Regions from separate parts of the Zea mays genome. Here region 1 is linked to region 2. Evidence: chromatin contacts called from public Hi-C data. All regions are on one chromosome and are shown on one strand. The core of a region is the stretch at or near the end of the contact, and the rest is flanking DNA. Distances in the headings are between cores, read along the strand shown.

Region 1 (6,618 bases), core at 3,559-6,058, 160 kb after region 2:
GTATAAATGTAACTTCACACAGGCTGCGCCCTGTGCCTATAAATAGATGAACAGTACCCCCGTACTGTTCACGCTGATTGATACTTGCTTGTGCGTCACGCTTGTTCTCATACTTTCTATCAAGCCGAAGGTACAAATGTAACCTTGTGTTATTCTTATTCGTTCATGATTATATAATAAGAAATATATTATAATGTCGTATGATTATCCATGTTATTTCTCATGTTTCATATGCTTCATCTTTCATTGATACATGCTGTGATGATGAAGGTACGTCCTTCATAACTTTCATCCAAAGATCGTTATATCCTTAGGAAAATAATGCTTCGAAGGACGAAGGACATTAACCATTAATCTACTTTTGTATTGCCTTGTTTTTAATTCATAGCATTTGAGAACAAGTCCCCCAACAAACATCATTAGGACCATAGTGGATGTTGGTCCCGTGTTCTAGATAAAATTTCAAAATATATATGTTAATATTGGTGGATACATGTACCATGTCACATATATACATGTATGCACCTTTCTTTAGTATATCTAATTAAGCTTTTAAACTATTGAATATAATTTAATTTTAGTGCAATGAGTTATAGAGCGTAGTGCCATAAGAAAATCTAGATGATAGCACACATAATATTTGTATATTAAGATCAAGTGCTACTACACAATCACATGTTTTTGCTTATACTAAATATTATTAAGTATAATATGATGATACAAGACTTTTGTGTTTTCATCTCAGTCGTCTTAGAGTATCTCTAATAATGATGTATTTTAGTGCCCCAAATTAAATTATAGGTCTCAAGCTACAAAAAATTGCTCAACAGTGCCTTATTTTACAAAAAAATGTCAAAAAAATAAAAATCACCTTCTGAAGTGCCACAAACATAACAAACTTTATTGGGTGCTCCATATCTAAATCTAAACGAACCAACGCTTCATAAAACTTTCCTTTCCATACGAACATAGTAGATTAACATATTTTGGTTAACCACTTGATTTGGAGCTTAATTTTTTTGTTGATGCCCTAAATTCCATAAAATATAACCATTTTTAATTTTTAAGGCACTTTTATAGAACACATTGTTAGAGATGCTCTTAGTGTTAATGTAGACTGATTGTATAAGATAACAAGAACATATATCAACTATTAAGCACCAAAAAGTGCCCATAGAAGATTAAGCTAGTTCCAATTTAGGCACCATAAAACCGAGAACTAGTTTCCAAGTTTTTTGAGCTAAATGAAAATTTCTATGATTTTCTAAGATCAGTTAAATATTTTGTATATAGTATCTGAATATATTTTAAAAAAAATATTGTATAGCCCGATTTACTCTCTAAACTATGAGCAGTGTTGGTTTAGCTTTTTGAACATGTTTTTGATTTGAAAAAAAATCACATCATCAAAATCACATCAGCAAAAATCGTCATCAAATCCATCTATATTGCAAAACCAATTTATTTTAAAAATTGAGGGTGGTAGGAAAATCGTTTTGTTGTCTTGTAGATGAGGACATCAAATCGAACGACCGTCAAAATTGATGGAATCAAAATACTATTTCCGAGAAAGAATCCTGTGTGTTGGTGGATCTGGGAATCTAAAGTTTTAAAAGACGCAAGGTTTTGAGGCCCTCTCCGCACTCCGCGCGTACTCGGCCTGTCATTGCGCCGACGCGTGGAAAGCAGCTCTCGGACCCGACGATTTTTATTGGATTCGGCAGAACGAAACGCTTGCGTCCGTGTTTCTGCCTCCCACCACCCTGCTATTCGTTTTTCTCTCCCCGCCACTTCGTCGCCCTCCCTGGCAACAAGAACCACATCATCGTCACCCTCCGCTGGTTCCCTTCTTCCTCGCCGCCGCCGTCTACGACCCCACCTCCAGCCCCTTTGCCTCCATCGTCCACCTTCTCTGACCCAGTCTCTCGGCGTCGGGGTTGAGGGTTTTAGGGTCTACGCGCGTTACGACCCATAGCCTCAGATCTAAAGCTTGAACGGCGACGAACTCGATCTTGTTTCTCTCGTAACTTGATCTGGCGGGAGCACCTCCGTCCATGCAGGTATACATCTCTGACATGCTTCCAGCCTGGTGCGCACATGTGCAAATGTTGGTATTAGGGTTTGGCAGATGCACTCTGGGTCTGTATATAGGTTTAGGGTTACATATTTCATCGAGAAGCGCCATAATCCTTCTCATACTGAAGATCCTGGTGCAATCGAACTGGTTGGTTTGATCTGGTGATTTCGATTTGGTGGACACACGCTCTCTAGGTCTGATTAGGGGGAACTGGAATGTTTTTGGTCGATGGAATCACCAAATCCCACTGATTGAAGCAAGTTCCACATTTTTTCAAATGTTGTAGCATAAATTAACATGTGTTACCCATTTTTCCATCAGTGCACATACATTCCATTGAGTAAAATAGGTTAGTAGTTTTTTTTGTACTATCTATTTTCTTATCATATTGTAGTGTTCACTTTTTACCCACCAGGGTCTCTGTCCTATTACCTAAGCTTGAGACTTCAAAAAAACTATATGTATGTTATTCTGAAATAACTTGAGCTTATGGACATGTATTGTCAGTCCTACAGCCAGTGCAACTTGTACAGAGAACCATACATCACTTGGTCAGTCAAAAAACTATTATTGTTAGAAAAATATAGCCAAAATACTTTGTGTCCTCTGGTCTTGGCCTTCCAGTGCTTAATTTGTATTGATCATAATTTGAGGCAGTAGTGATTTGAACGTAAGGAATATCTTCTAACATATAAATTCAGTTTCAAAAGCAGTGTAGAAATATTTGATGACTCCTCTACACCAACTTCAATCACATAATGTGAAATTGATGTTTATTTTTTTTAAGTTTGATTACGACTACATCTGCTTGTTTATGCTACCGACCTGACCTTTCTTATTTACGATAGGCTAATTCCCAGTTAAATGACTCAGGAAATAAACTGAACAATATGCCCATATACGACTCCTTGCTAGAGACCTGATCGCACGGTCCTAGCGTCCTACGGTAAGCAGTGGTGGAGTTGCATAGGAACCACTGAATTCAGCTGAAGTAAGTGTTACGTGGTGTACCATGCATCATGTATCAATTAGGAACAAACACCAAGAATTGCATAAAGAATATAAAACATCTTACCATCATATTCTGTGCATCATCAGTTGCTGCTCATCCAGGCAAAGATAGTCAAATTCCTAGGCAATATAAAACAGTCAATAAACACTACTAACAAGTTTTGCAGCGACATGTAAAGATGACAAATCTTACCATTTTATTCACCAAGGATTATACTGGAAATACCCTCAAACCAAATAAATTAAGGAAATACCTTCCAAACTATCCTATAAACTGTCTCCTCGTTTTTCATTCCAAATATTGTTGTAGTTACTTTCTAGAGGAACATTTATTACTATTGTTTTTCCTTATATTTTCAGCGCTTATGACAGTGTCCAAGCCCATTTTTAAAGTTCATAGTTTATTCTAATTAATGGATTCAGATTAAAACACTGTTCTATCTGAATAAAAAAGGAGAGCATTGCAATAAATTAATGCCATAAGTTTCTTGATAAAACCTGACATCTTCAAAATCGTTTTTAAGAAATCATGCACACAACTCATTTTCTCTACAGGTTAGTGAAGCATTGTCTCTTTGGAAATGCGTATCAATGTAGCTAGATTTATGTGCTCTTGGAATTTTGTAAATCCAAATTAAAATCTTCAAATTTAAAATCATCATACCATACTTGATAGTGTCTGAGATGGAAATTTGGTAAAAGGGGTGCATCAGAGACTGTATTGATACCTTAAGTAAGTTTCATAAACCATCCATTACTATCGTTTATTTAGTTTTTATATCTTACATAAAAAAGCTTTTTCCCCTCAGGTCCGGTGAGGCTGACGTTTTATCATGAATTCGGGGATGTTGCACTTTTGTGTTCGCAAGAACTATGTAGTGCATACATGTTTATCTCCTCCTAGGTTTCATCCTGGATAAGGGAACACCGTGTTTTTATGTTCATCGCGACAATGCGAGGGATATATGTCGATCCGTCTGTAGCTTAGTCTCTATAATTATGCTTGTCTTATGAAACCAACTTATACATATAAGTTGATCCTTTGGTGGTAGCATCAGGAACCTGGATCAATACGTTCTATCCTGCTTTTGGATGTGTACCATATGGATGCACAGATTAATGAAGGATTGCTATGTAAAACAAGCGCTACACTTCTATTTTAGTGTGCATGTATATATGTGCCCCGAGTTATGCTTTTATTGCACTTCATTTTGTTTGTGCTCTAATTGCTATAGCAAATGAAGGTTTTTTTTTCTATAGTTCCAATTTGATATGCATTACTATGTTCAGTCTCTATGTGTTTGGTCTGCTCATTGCTTTGTTGCTCTACCTGTCTCGCACTAATTAGTTTTGTGGATTGTGCTAAATAATTTATCTAATCCTCTGCTAAATTTGAATATGATATGTACAATTGCTCGCTCCTGTTTTACCCTTTGTTGGATAGGGCGTCCGAAGGGGCGCCGCCTGATCTAGTGGCTCTCAATGGGGGGGGGGGGGGGGGGGGGGGTTCAATGGAGTTTCATGAAAACAGGGACGTGAAACCCCCAATTTTGTCAAGGCCATTATTCCAGCCCAACCCCATCGTCTTCTATAGTTACATCTACACTACACCTAGGGCCCAGGAAAAAAGCCCACACCCACAGCATAGGGCACAGGTCCACAGCGGTCCAAGCGAGTGCTAGGCTGTTAGCAAATATCAAACTCCACTGCTACCACTAATACACATCGCCCCCGCACATATCGATCTCGTCGTCGTCTCCCCCGGTGGCATGCTCCGCTCCCGCTAGATCCGATCTATTATCTATGGATCCCCGCCGTCTCCCCATCCTTCTCTCCCTCCTGCTTGCCTTCTTCTCCGCCGTTGTCGCCTCTGACGAGATCCACGGATGCGGCGGCGTCGTCGAGGTCGACGTTCCTCATGTTGCTCTATCTCCGTGTACAGTGTGTTTCGCTTTGGTTAGGTGTGACTTGTTACACTGATGCGACTTGGGGTTTTGGGTGGTTTCAGGCGAGCTCTGGCTTGGCCAAGTCGAGGAAGGCATCGGATTCCAAGCTCGATTACTCCGACATCACGGTATGCCGTCCGCTCCCGCCATCGTCAGTTTTTATATCTTAGGACCGTCTCATCCCATCACGTAGACAAGCTTCGTAGTTGCACTCAGCTGTCCTTTCCTATCGAGCTTTGACTGGTATTTTTATGCATGATTCGTTTAGTCTAAACATACATTTGCTTGATGCCGTTCACTTGAATTGGACCTCATGGAGAGCTGAACACGTTCTGGTTGCATGATGCTGAGTTACCGCCGCTGCTCTAACAACTATCCTAGTTTCGGATTGCCTGTTGTCCCATGGTATTCAGATCACTGCCCTATGGGTTTGCATGGTTGGGTTTAGCGACTCTACACTCTATTCAGACCATTTAGAATTACCATTAGGGCACAAGAGGTTGCCCTGCCGGTGTTTTGAGCACATACTGATTTCTTGTTTCTGGTAGCTTTGGTGATTGCTGGACCTTAATTATGCTGGGGGGAGCGATGGGGGATGATTCAAATAATATTGTCCATTAGATTTGAGTAAGGGAGAGAGTTTATCCAGCGATCTGAAACGTTGGTTTTCATGTTTTGTTAAGTCTGGGTGCAATTTGTTTAGTGGAGGTTGTGGGTGTGGGGGATGATTTGGTTGGGTGGGTTCTACTAAGTTTAAACTGATGGATATTTTCATCTCTCATATAGTGACATATGCAAACTGTAGCATGTAGAGATTAATATCATTTTTAATACATGGCTATTATTCTAGTATTGCTCTATTTGTGTCTGTGTATGTTCCGTTAATCATGCTTGTGCTTTGGTTTTGATGCATATGTTTTTATATTTATTTATGATTTGCACTAAGCCTCCAACTGATTCCCTCTTAACTTTGTGTATCAGGTTGAGCTCTGCACTGTTGATGGTTTGGTTAAAGAAAGCACACAGTGTGCTCCTAATGGATACTATTTTATCCCCGTCTATGATAAGGTATCTTTGTGTTTTTTGTTTACTTTAGTTCTGGATTATCTTTTATGTGTTCTCATTTTATTTACACATACAATTTTATTGCAAGTAGGAGCAAAGGTTAAAGGGCACTACTCCCTCCTGTCACAAAACATGTTATGTTTTGGCTACTGTCAGCATGATGCCCTGTTTAAGTTTTTGTCATCAATATCCTTTTTGATATTTCAATTGAACTTCTAGAAATTGTATAGCCTGATCTTCCTTCAAAAAACAGTTCCATACTATTACATCATTGATATATTTTATACATATTTAGACAATTAGACTACTAGTTATTGTGATCAAGGTATGTAGGCTCCTAATGAATATTACAAAGAAATTTATTTTTTGACTGTATGACATCCAAAGCAGCACCTATTTTTTTTTGTACTGGAGGAAGTTGCTAAGATCATAATTTTGATATTCTCTTCCATTGTTTCTAAAATAAAATTTATGTCTACTATTTATGCTTGTCGCTTCTGTCAACACAGGGTTCGTTCA
Region 2 (6,903 bases), core at 3,449-5,948:
TTACCATTACTTACCCTAGGACTTTTAATCTCGGGACGAGATTCTTTTATGGGGGGAAGGATGTAACACCCCTGGTGTTACTGCTACTAAAACTTGAGCATAACATCATAAGCATTGTCATTGCATATGTTTGACACACTTAGAGTGCATTCACTAGGCAAAAATTTCAAGCAAGTTGTATTGTTTTGGTGTTTTGCAAATAGAACCCTAGAATAGGATACTTAATCCTAAATAGGGATTAAGGGGGTAAAACATGACCCAACTTGAGAAAACCCAAAAGCTTTAGGGGAATAGTCATAAAATGCTCCCAAGAATGAATTTGAATCACATTTATACCCCTGGGATACCAAAAACCCTAATTGAGACCCTGGAAAACCCTAAATCCAAACCCTAGGGGCCTATGTGCAAAAACAGTGCACATTTGGACTAAAGTGTAAAAACTACAATGTTAAAGCATATAAAGTCATTTGGTTCACAAATGTGTGGACTTGTAAGCCAAATATTGGATTTTGGACTTAATTGCAAAATGGACCTCAATTGAGTTCTATACTACGTCTGAAATTCAGTGTTGAGGGCTCAACTTTGGAGCTTTGTATCTTTCAAATTCTAGGGTTTTGCCCTAGGTCACCACATCGAAATTGTAGACCACACAAAGGAGAATAACTTTGCTTAAGAGAGTAAGCATAGTTGTTGAGAAGATATTGGAGATAATTAAGCCCAAAGTTGGACTGTCAGGCTGATGGAACTCTGAAATTCAAAATTTCAGTGTAACAGAGCTAACTTTGGACTTGGATTCAACCTTGATCCAGTGCTCAACTAAGTTTAATCCCTATAGTCGAGTTGTAGCTGGTTTATAGCACTACAATATTGCTGCAGAGATCTAGGCGAGTTGCCATTTGAATTTGGGAGGAAATGGAGCTCCAAGATGATCTGTCAGGTGCTCTGATGAGGTCTCACCATGGTACAGTGTCCCGATATGGATCAGGTCGCCAGCACGGCAACTTCACCGCCGACGACCCATTCGCGCCGCGATTAGCGCCGGGGTCGGGATGATCGGGCGGCGAGCATCTCCGCGCGAAGACCCTTTTGCTCCGGGTGAGATCGCCGCGGTGGAGAGCACTAACTTCGGCTGCCACGCGACCACCCCTCCTTCCGGCCATGTCTGGTCACCGGCGCCGCTCTCCTCTGTTCGGCCACGCCATCACGGATTTGACTGCCTTACGGCCGCGGTTGAACATGGCAAGCTCTAAGGGGAGTGTTATGCTCGGTGCCATCGTTGATCGCCAGCTAGGGCCGACAATGGTTATCACCGTGGCCGCGGCTGTGCTTCACGGCGCCTATAAATTCACCCCGTCCTCGCTCCCTTCGCTCAAATCAACCGAGCTCCAACCTTCATCTCCAAATTGCGAAGCCATAGCCACCACTCCCGTCTCCGATTAGCCCCCCTAGCCGGAGAATCGTTGTTTGCCCCCAAATCGGTCCGCCGCACCGCAAGAACCGAGCTCGTCGTGGCCAGCACCGTTCAGGTCAGTTCATGCCGCCCTCGCCCTCGTTTGAGCACTCTCATAACTCTGTGATGCTTGTCGAACCACCAATTTGGACTGAGAGCTCACCAATCGCCAGGAACATGAGCAAAGGTCCTTAGCCTTCGCTGTTCTCGTGGGCAGGGCGGAGTAGGTCACCAACCGTGCAATTAACCTAGGGAAAATGCTCGGAGTAGGTCTAATTTGGTGTCCGCCGCTCGGGAAAGCCAGCCATTGCCCCGTTAGGCCGATCTGCTAGCTCACCGGAGCTCCACCGTGCTCACCGTCGTTGTGGACCTCCCCCTGCGAAGAATTAGAATATGGAGGGTTTATGTGCAAACCGTAAGTGACACAATGAAATAGTAAAAGAACCTGTTCCCAGTTAGCCAAAACCCCGAGGGTGTTTCTGCAAAATCCCCACCGCGGGCGCGGGCGCGCGCACTTCTGCTGTGGTTGGGCCGTCCTGGACTAAATCAGGCCTAGTACTATTCACAGATTTCCCTTTTCTTTTTCTTCCAGAGCCAAATAAATTCTAAAAAATGGTAGAAAAATTCTAAAAATGTCAAACTAATTTTCCTAGATTCCTTATTTTTCATAGTATTTAATAAAAATAATTTCATGATTTTTAGATTAAATAAGGAATTTTGGAGTATTTAAAGTAGCTTAAAACATTAGTTCCGGATTTTTAGAAAATAGATAATAAGTCCAAAAATGCCCAAACTTTTTATATGAGCTCTACACATTATTTAGAAGCCTTGAGTAGAGTTTGGTTTGATTTGGACCTTATTTGATACTTAGAACCTAAAACCCCCACCCCTGCCCTTTGAACTCCTTTACTTACTCCAGAAACCCTAAGTTCTCGGAGTTCCGTGAAGGAAAGTTGTATTCAAGACTTTAGATAATAAATTCTTATTATCTTTGCACTCTCATGAGCATTACATGGCATTCATTCTTATATATACCTATATGGTTATATTTAGAAAACGAAGAAGAAGTCGAAGTAACCGAAGAGAAGACACCACCACCTTCGGAATCTCAGGCAGGAAATTGTTTCTACTTTGATATATGCGGATCCGAGCCTGACTCACCTATCAACGAAGGCAAGCCCTGGTGCATTTGCCACCTTCCTTGATGTTTTTAAAATCTTTCTCACTTGCTTGATGCATTAGGTGATAGGAGTTGATTGATAAAAACAATTCCTGCATTAACTTCCTTGAATTTGATTACCTTCCTTGATCACCCATTTTACAAAAGATTTTGATGCTTAGCTTTGCTTTAGAAAAACAAAATGTTTTGTTTTTACAAAAAGATGATGTGGCAAAAGTGGGTGGGATGTTTTCAAAAATAAAACTTGATGGTGGATCCATCACGGTCGTGATGGGTTCAACATCGGAAAAGATGTACCTCTGCCAGGTACCAAACTTTGGGTTTGAAATGATTAAGCTGAGACCGGGCGGGTGACTTGCACGAGAAAGGAGTCTCGGTGTGGTGTCTCCATCTGAGTCGATTAAGGACCGTGTCGATGTAGGCCTGCTGACCGAGGACCCTTTAACTGGTCACATGCCTCGTCATGGGTAAGCCTTGCCTCGGGCAAACTAAGGCCAGAATAAGATAACACAGAATGGGCGTGGAGCGGTGGCGAGAGTAGCGTGTACCCTCCGTAGCAAGAGGCTGGACGGTGGTGTATCTGTGCTCTCGGTTCGCGTGAACCTGATCTGGTCTTAAGAACCCCGGTGGCGGGTTGACATATGCAAGGGTTAAGTGCTACATATGTCGTGTGATTGGAGATCCTCATATGAGTATAATCGATTCGGATCGCCGTACCTTCGCGGTTATGAAGACTTGGTCACTGACTTATACGTAGCAATCCAGTAAAGATGAAAGGTTTGTTAAGAAATTGGCTAGTGCAGGTCAAGTGATTGAACTAGGGTAGAAAGAACTCTAGTTGCAGGTAATTTTACTTAACTTGACAAATAAAACTGGATTTTTAAGGATCCACTTTTAGTAATCATTTCTGCAAAACAGAGTCTTTGATTATTGAGAAGCCTTACCTTGACTCCCTTAACCAGCATACCCTTGAGAGTCTTTTCTTTAGTCGAGTAAGACTTGCTGAGTAATTCCGTACTTAGGGTTTTATTCCCCGTTGTTTTTAGGTGAGGAAGCGACAAATTTTTGTTGCTTCTGTTCTAAGGTGGTACCAAAGGAAGAACGCCAGGAATGAAGTGCGGGAGGAAAGGATCCTCCATTAGAACTTTTGTTTAAAACTTATCGGGAGGAGTTTTTGCCTCCCTTGGTATGTGTAATAATATTACTCTGCACTCTTAGGATTTATTCTGGTCTGTACATATTCAACTTGATCTTACTTTAAAATAAAGGTAAGTTTATGTAATTGCTTCCGCATTCTCATAACTCTGATGCTTGTAATGTCTGTGTGACGGGTGAAACGCTCTTGGGAAAGGTAAGAAAAGTAGATACCGAACTTGTCAAGTGATTCAAGGGCACCTACAGGGTTGTCTGAAGTCCGTTGGACAAGGACAACTGTAGGTGGGCCTAATTACTTGGGAGGTTCCGTCACATTGTAACACCCAAAATCCAAAGCATGTGATTTAAGAAAATCATTTAGAGAAAAAATAAAATAAATAATAATAAATAAAGTAACTAAATAAATAGATAAATATATATATGCATATCATGCTGAATTTTTTTATGTGATGCATTTTATTTAAATAAAGGAATCATAATTTAAAATTTGAATTCAAATTATAAATGAGAATATAAAACAGAAAATGAGTAAAAGGAAAGGAAATTTTAATAAAGTCAATTATTCCTTCCATAACTAAATAATAGGAGGAAGAATAAATAATAATATTGCAAACAATGGAAGTCGTATTCACACTAGGAGTATGTTTGATATTTGAAAATCTGAAATTCAAAACAGGAATTTAAATTTAGTTTGAATACTTGAATTTGAAAATAGAAAAAGAAAAATGGAAAAGAAAAAGGGAAACCATCTGTATTGGGCCACGCGGAGCTGGAATTCGGCCCATTCCCTTCTTCCTCTCGTGCGCACGCCGGCCCACTCTGCAACCGCGCTGCCACTGCCCCGACAGGTGGGCCATACCTGTCTGCCTCTCCGTGCATGCTTTCTCAGTCGGAGTCACAGTCGGGTGGGGCCTCTGCGCCTGGGCTGGCTATCGCCCGCGCGCTCCGCTGACTGTGGGCCCAAGGTGTCGGAGCGTTCTCCCCTACTCCGCGCGAGCGGCGTCATAGCTCAACTACCTACGCCAAACTCATCGGGGCCGTTACAGCCATCCAGACCCCTCCCATTAGCATATATCCACCAGTCGCGACCCCCTGCCTCCTCGTTTCATCGCACTTGTGCTAGAACCGAGCGCCAACGCCATTGCGGGGAAGAACTAAGAGCAGGGAGTACCCGCCAATGCCGACCTCGTCCCCAACCGGCGTTCGAGGTTCCATGGAGGGCCTAGGAGCTTCACTGCGTTACTTGGAGGGCGCTCGTGGCCGGGGAAGGAAGAATCGACCACTGGGGCGACCGGAATTCGTCACCGTGCACGAGATCCGCCGCACGTCGTGAGTGGGGTTTGTAACTTCTTGAATCACTGTGAGCAACCCTCGACGAAACCCTGTCGTTACCCGCTTCTTGTTACCGCGTTTAGATCAGAGTTTAGACATTGGAATTGGGGCTTGGGGAAACCCCAGCCATGGCGCCGCCGTCGGGTTTGGGCACCACCGGAGATAGGCGTCGGGGGTGGAAGAGAACCCATGGCCGTGGGATCAAGCCGGAACGACCAGGATTAGGTTACGGGTAGCGACTTGACTTGGGTTTTTGTGGTCCGTTGATCGCTGATCTATGGGACGCGATGTGATGTCACCTAAAATCAAAGTTGGGTCATAGATCGTGGATCCTGCAGTTCGCGTGCCTACTGGGGCTCGGATCTAATCTGGGCCACGGAATTCTAATCGTGCAGCTAGGAAATGGTTGTACCCCTTCGGTCGGTGCAGAATAACAAAAGAGCCCCTCTATAACCTGGAAAACAACCCGCAGTCTCGGCCTATGTATAGATCATCACAAACTTGCCAAGTTTTTCTCGGTTTAGTCTCCACAGACTTTTGAAATAGGAGTTGCAGTCCAGGACTATTATTTAAGTTCAAACTAAATATGAGAATCGATTTTTAAGCATAAAAATAAATAAAGGACTTGAGAAATTCATAACTCCCTCATATTAGCTCCAAATTGATCCATTCCAGTTGCATTAAATTCATATTAATATTGTTTATCATCTAGTAACTTTATTTTATTATGAAACATATGGTTAAAATTATGCACTTAATTTGTTTTATATCTAACACTTAATTCTTCATAAAATCATAACTCCTTAACCGTAACTCCGAATTTAGTGGTTCTCGAACCTACGACCTCATAACAACTCATAGAATATTCTTACGTTGTTTGTTCTCATGGTTGGTGTACTGTTATGTTTATGTACTCCTTGCCAATTTGTATGTAATGCTACAAGTAGCAGTGAGGTCACGAGAAACCCGAAGACCAATTTGGTGAAAGTATCTGGGAATCTCAAGTCTAAGGCAAGTTGTGCCCTTGATCACTTAACCTAATAATATTCCTGTTAATCACTATGACATGCTTAGGTTAATTTGATGGGACCTAATAGGTATCCCTAGTATTGTTGTCCCACACATTGCAAACAAAAGAACTATTGGGTAGATTTGCTATTGCTCTACCTGGTTTTGGGAAATTAATGTTATATTATGATCATGTTCCAATTTTGTTGTTCTTTTTATTATTGTTCATGATAAGATCATCATGTTAATTGGAACATGGAGAACCACCCGGGAAAATAGTGTTACCACAAGGTAGTATGGGACGCCCTTGGCTGACTAATTAGGAAAGCTAGTGGAGGACTACCTTACCCGAAAGGGTCAAGAGCGGTAGAGGAGCTGCGTATAGAGAGGTTCTCGGGCTGATCATGCTGCGATGGCTTTTTGGACAAGTGATTCCTATATTGCCCTTCTCAGAAACTGTAGCAGGTTTTCTGAACTAGTGGAACTTTGTAAAGGCCTCGTAGTGCTACCCTGCCTCGTCTCCTCGACAGAGATGAATGGGAAGTCGCGATCCCTTGGCAAATAGGTGTGGCGGAACCGCCCGAATTATTCCAACTTAAGTGCCTGAATCCCGCCTTAGAGGCTAGACCACACTTAAATAGGAATAAATCGTCAGTCCCTCGGATCTAGTCCGATAAAGCCACTTAACCAGGATCGAATACCACTAGCTCACACAAAGGTGAGGCACAGAGAAATACAATAAAACATAATACCACAAATTTAATAAGTATCATTAGTG

What was found. A called contact is a pair of places that touch in the nucleus more often than the background predicts.
Region 1: a Hi-C map of ear shows a contact between it and region 2, with 4 times the contacts expected there. The contact joins the promoter of LOC100384763 here to the enhancer-like site in region 2. A contact is called at or near these places in 2 of 25 Hi-C or Micro-C datasets (ear and endosperm).

The regions. Positions count from the first base shown.
Region 1 is chr8:38,225,563-38,232,180 of Zm-B73-REFERENCE-NAM-5.0, forward strand. LOC100384763 reads left to right here and starts at 4,809. Exons shown (of 27, transcript NM_001362469.1): 1 at 4,809-4,993; 2 at 5,097-5,162; 3 at 6,016-6,102; 4 at 6,609-6,618. The coding sequence starts at 4,892.
Region 2 is chr8:38,066,688-38,073,590 of Zm-B73-REFERENCE-NAM-5.0, forward strand. No RefSeq gene overlaps it. Among protein-coding and RNA genes, the nearest start is that of LOC100384763, 160 kb to the right of the region's middle. Within about 2 kb of position 4,699, at least 17 of the 20 cell types and tissues checked have an H3K27ac peak or open chromatin away from gene starts, as enhancers often do. A contact at or near this core is called in ear and endosperm, where this site is marked.